2 separate regions of the Mus musculus genome follow, and region 2 is linked to region 1. The links are chromatin contacts, called in public ChIA-PET maps. All regions are on one chromosome and are shown on one strand. The core of a region is the stretch at or near the end of the contact, and the rest is flanking DNA. Distances in the headings are between cores, read along the strand shown.

Region 1 (2,797 bases), core at 114-2,613:
TGGATCTCTGGGTATGGCAGTCTCTAGATGGTCCATCCTTTTGTCTCAGCTCCAAACTTTGTCTCTGTAACTCCTTCCATGGGTGTTTTGTTCCCAATTCTAAGAAGGGGCAAAAGTGTCCACACTTTGGTCTTCATTCTTCTTGAGTTTCATGTGTTTTGCAAATTGTATCTTGTATATTGGGTATCCTAAGTTTCTGGCCTAATTTCTTATTCAGGGACGCAAGAACCCGGAATCCCAGCAGGTTCTTGCCTTACCCTGATACCTGCTTACGAGCACCAAGGATGCTGCTAAGCATTCTACAATGTACAGAACAGCCCCAATGGAAAGGAATCCCATTCAATGTCAGTCCTACAGAAGCCGAGGAGGAGTAGCTCTAGAGCCTAGACAGTGAGCTTCTGGGATTGCTATATCAAATCTGTAGAACTTGAAAGTTTAGAAATAAAAGGTACTGCCCATAGACTATCTGCATCAGCTTGGGGAGAAAGGCTGTATCTGGACTTTTGAGCACGAGCTCTGGTCAAGTAGATGAGGGGACTCTTGGCTCTTGTAACCCTAAGGCATCATCTTATAAACAAGCCTGTGCATCTCTTATCAAAAATGCTTTATAGGATCGATCGTACTTACCCTCCTTTTAAACTGAGCTCTGCGTTTGCCAAGGCAGCATTCTGATTGTGATCTTGCTTCTTATGTAACTTAGCAACCATAAGAAATGCTGAGTGTCTACCCCACCCTCCACCCACCCAACTCTCTGGAAAAGTCTTTTAACTGCATTTCTAGCCAAGTACCTTGCAGTCTTCCTTCTGGTCTCTTGAATAAGAGTCCTACCTAACACTAAATAAAGTTCTGAGCCACCAGGTTTAGCAGTGCTTCATCAACGCGGGTGAATCGGAGCTGGGGAGCAACTCCAGAGATGTCCATTTTTCTGAAATCCACAGACATTGCGTAATGAGTACTGTTTGAATCCCAGTTTACCCCAAGTACCAAAATGCAAAGCGCCCCCAAAGAACATACTGAAGCCAAATGAACAAGATAACATTTAAACTGCAACTGCAACTGCAACTCCTTGAGTACATTGTATTCATTTAACGAAGATTATTTTCAGAGTTCAGGCATCTATTTAAAGTTCAGAACCTATGATTAATATCTAAATTGCTGATGAGCTGGGGTTTTTTTTTCTTTTTTTGATCCCAACTATTGCCAAGCAATGGCACATCATTAAATGCTGCAGCAGCAAGATTTGCTTCTAAAGAACTGAGCTTATAGAACAGGAGAGGAGGCAGGAAGGAGGAGAGAGTGGGGGAGCTCGAGCAGCTGAATGGTGAGGAGGCCTTTCTTCTTACACTACAGAATGAAAGGCATCACAGCTCTTCCCACACCTGAGATGTTTGTCACTAAAACCACTTCCTTCTCTGAAGTGGGTGGAGACAGTCATTTCGCAGCTCTGAAATTCACATCCTATTCTTCTTCCAGACCTCCTCCTCCGAGCTGCTCTTGGTTCACCCTCCCCATAAACACCCACTCTGCTGCAGGAATTGCAGTTTGCAAGCTGAGAGTCTCTCACGGCAGACAGAGGACAAGCTAAGCAGGGAAAGCAGGATGGGATTTAAGACTCTGAAATTCAATGTCTGTTTTCCCAGGTTTCTGACTTCCCCTAGTATGGAAGCCAAACAAAGCATCATCGGGCATCTTGATAAAGGCAATTGATCTCACCAATTTGCCTTTAAACCAAATATGTTGATGAAATGGCCACCTAACTTCATTTTGATGTGAAGCTCACCTGAAATTCATCTCACAGCCCTTCCAGTTACAGAAGCACCACGTGATGTAAGTTTCTCCTGGGTTCTGAAAACTGGGAGGCTGGCATTGAGCTCTGTGGTTTGTTGGGCTTTGCTATGACAAATGTTTTAGTCGTGCTAGCCCCAAATTAAAGGATGATGCCGAAAATCCTTGCTCATTTGGAAAAATGTTGGAACAAGAATTTGAAGACGATGACTCCCTGAATTCTCCAGGAAATGACATCATCCAGCTCAAACAAACAGCACTTTTCAGAGAGCACTAGTCAGAAGCACAAGCTGTTCTACGTGCCTGGAACTCACCAGGCTGGAGTTCTGGGAAGGGATCTACTGTAAGTTATAGCACGGAGGGCGGCTAAGGAATTTGAGGATGAAGGTCTTCTTGAACGGTTACCTAACTCGTTTCCTCAGTCTCACGCCTTTCTATTGACAACTTATCCCTGTCTGACACCTTTCCATTGTATTTTCAAATATTTTTACCAAGTAAAATCTGTTTTCCATAGTTGATAAAAGAAACTGCCAATTTTTAAGGTTTTGCTACTTAGGACTACAGATATCTACGAAGATGAGTACATAAAACCTTAGGTTTAGGCAGAACATATTTATCTATGCAAGACGAAAGATCCAGGGAAGATACAATGAATGAGAACCAATTTGGACCCAGCTATCTTGGAGTCTTCCTCTGGTTTCTTTAACAGGAGTTCTCCATAACACTAAATAATGGTCCTGGGGCATCATTTCATTTCTGATTGCTGGAGATTGGTTTCTGATTCATCAGTGGATGTAAATATAAATGTAGTTCCAACAATTCACAGAAAAATTAGCCTTTGGAACATAATGTTAGAAAAAAATAGAGTCATTTTCTTAGTGGCATTAAAGGAAGCATGACTATTCGGCCACCATGGTGGTGGTGGGGGAGGGGGGCAGCACAAAGTGGCAAAGGGAGAATTTATTAAGAGGAAGAAATTTAAAATTTAAAACCGCAAGAAAAAGGTGTGCAT
Region 2 (2,797 bases), core at 196-2,695, 390 kb before region 1:
AACAGGAAAGTTCAGCCGGGCGGTGGTGGGGCACGCCTTTAATCCCAGCACTTGAGAGGCAGAGGCAGGTAGATTTCTGAGTTTGAGGCCAGCCTGGTCTACAAAGTGAGTTCCAAAACAGCCAGGGCTATACAGAGAAACCCTATCTCAAAAAAACAAAACAAAAAACAAACAAACAAATAAAACCCAAACAAAAAGAAAAAAAATACAGGAAAGTTCAAATGAAATGTAAGTCCTTAAGGATGATACTATGCAATGGAGAGGTGGCAATAGATAAATAAATAAATAAATAAATAAATAAATATCACTGCTATAAAGAAAAGGTGGGGTGTGCTATAAAGTCAGAAGTGCAGACTCTCCTGGACTCTATCTTGTCAAGTAGTAAGACAGACTAATACTTTCCTAATGTTCATCATCTTCCTCCACTAATCAACTCGCATAGTTCACTAAAACAAGCACTAGCCATATCAGAGAAAGTATTCAATTCTTATTAGTTCGCATGTGTTTACCTTTCAAGTTTGAAAAGGACTGTCTATTCAGTCCAGTATTTGGACATGCAAATTTTAATCTAGTATTTAAACATAGTGTTTCTCATATAAGAATTTAAAACTTCTAAACTAAAAGCAATGGTTGTTTCCAGTTCCAATCTCCTTTAAGTACATGTTTTCAGTATCTCTTTACAGTTTCTAGAAAGGCTATAACGTGTACTTCTGTGTGTGTGAATGTATAAATTTTTATTTTGTGATCATTTTCTCTGTTAAAACTAATGACACCTCCACCCCCCACTCCACCCCACCCTCCCCCCCCCCCACCAAAAAAAAAAAAAAACCCACTGTGGCCCATCTATATGCATATGTCTGTAATCTCTACTAACTGGGAAGCCCTGGGTAAAGGATTTCAAGTCCAAAGCTTAGTTTGGCAATTTAGTGAGACCCAGTCTCATAAAAATAAAGACAAGGGAGAGAGTGAGGGAGGGAGGGAGGGAGGGAGGGAGGGAGGGAGGGAGGGAGGGAGGGAGGGAGGGAGGGAGGGAAGGGAAGGAAAATTTGAAAGCTGAGAAGGTAGCTTAGTAGTATATACGCTTGCCAGAATATTCCCAACAAAACACACACGCATGAGATAAAGAGAGGGGAGGGGAAGTTTTCCTTTCTCGCAGTTAAAGTCCTTTACGTTATTTTCCCCTTTCTTCTCTTTCATTCATTCCATGCAAACAAACAAACAAAAACAAAAGTTAAATTTAAAACCTCTATCTCCGCTTACCAGCAGAGAGCGCTGGAGCCGTGTGCGACACAGGAGACTCTCATTCTCCAAATAATAACTGCCTTAAACCAGGCAGTAAGTTTGTCTCCTTCGGGCACCCGTCGCGGACAAGCGTCTCAGCAACGGATGCGTGGGTGAGAATTGCCCGCTCGGAGGCGGAAGCGGAAGTATCTGTGACCGGCGAGTAGGAAGTAGCGCTTCCGGGAGTGGAGATGGCCGCGCTGGCCCCTCTGCCGCCGCTGCCCGCGCAGTTTAAGAGCATACAGCACCATTTGAGAACGGCGCAGGAGCATGACAAGCGGGACCCCGTGGTGGCCTACTACTGTGAGTCCCTCCGAGTCCCCGTTCTCCCGCCCGGTTGCGCCCCGCGCCTCCCTCCGCTCTTGAGGCCCGCCCCGCCCCCTGGCTTCAGACCTGAGCCTTGACCTCTGGCTCGGCCAGGAGGACCCCAAGTACTAGACTCCCTCCACACCCGGACCCCCGTCTCTCCAGCTTAGAGCCTCGGACACGCCTCCCGGCTGTTCTTTCTTCTGGGAATGAGAACCTCGATAGTCATAGGTTTCCCAGAGATGGGTGGGAAGGGAGACTAACAGAAAACATAACGAAAGCTGTGCATTAATCACGAGAGCTTTCAGGTCCCTTCCGAAACTCAGACGGTTCAGTGGACAGTGGCTACTACTGAAAATTTGAATTTGACTGTTCTTGACTTGTTTTCCGTACTCCTCATTACCACCAGTAAGAATTTGGAGTCATCCTTTAGCTATCCTGAAAGTTAAGAAGTTTAATGCCAATATTCCTAGTTTGAGATGTATATACTACTGAAGAGGACACAGTTTGAACTCCGTTCAGACATGCAGAGTTGGTGAAGTGGATAGGACTAGTAGTTTTATGTAAACTATGATTTGAATATTATACTCCTATCTTTGTTGCAAGAAATGACTGTACTCTGAGTTTCTAAAGAACTTTCAGAATACAGAAATGATGTGTCCTCTGTTGTGGACATTGTTAGCAAAAATCTGGACCAAGTCAAGCCTTCCCTTGTGGACATGTATGTACCTCATTTCTCAAATGTGCATGGATGTCCCCCTACCACCACCAATAATTGCCATTCTCCACTTGATTTATGATCTGAATTCCCACCTCTTCTGCAAGCCACTCGGTGGCTATACTTCATTTTTATAAAAATCATACCAGTATTGTTCCCACCATTCTTGTTCTTTTGATGATCTTCAAACATATCCTAATTATTGAGCCTTTTTACCTATTGACGAGCATTCCTAAGTACTGGGAAAAAAAAACTAAAACCCAGCTCCTGTGGTCCTAGGACTACTGAGAGGAGGGGCGTTTGAACAGTACGCATTTTATAATTTCAGGAACGGGCATAGAAGTGCCACAGTACTGTAGAGGGGACCTCATTTTCCTGTGTTCAGAAACACATTGCTCAGTTGACAATGGAAGCCAGACCTTTGTGCACAATTGCTGAAGAATATACCTTTAAAAGGAACAAAAGTCTGAAGGTCCACAGAGAAGTTTAAAA

What was found. ChIA-PET counts read pairs in DNA pulled down with a chosen protein or histone mark.
Region 2: an RNA polymerase II ChIA-PET map of memory CD8 T cells shows a contact between it and region 1, with 8 read pairs. The contact joins the promoter of Vta1 here to the enhancer-like site in region 1. A contact is called at or near these places in 2 of 484 Hi-C or Micro-C datasets (CD4 T cells and liver), 1 of 115 datasets of contacts at active chromatin or transcription factors (memory CD8 T cells) and 1 of 9 other capture datasets (liver).

Annotation. Positions count from the first base shown.
Region 1 is chr10:14,313,412-14,316,208 of GRCm38.p6, reverse strand. No RefSeq gene overlaps it. Among named protein-coding and RNA genes, the nearest start is that of Gm40603, 7.6 kb to the left of the region's middle. Within about 2 kb of position 1,363, at least 66 of the 459 cell types and tissues checked have an H3K27ac peak or open chromatin away from gene starts, as enhancers often do. A contact at or near this core is called in memory CD8 T cells, where this site is marked.
Region 2 is chr10:14,704,137-14,706,933 of GRCm38.p6, reverse strand. Vta1 (vesicle (multivesicular body) trafficking 1) reads left to right here and starts at 1,445. Exons shown (of 8, transcript NM_025418.3): 1 at 1,445-1,584. The coding sequence starts at 1,473. It overlaps 1700016L04Rik (RIKEN cDNA 1700016L04 gene), which reads right to left and starts at 1,325. Exons shown (of 6, transcript NR_045824.1): 1 at 1,261-1,325.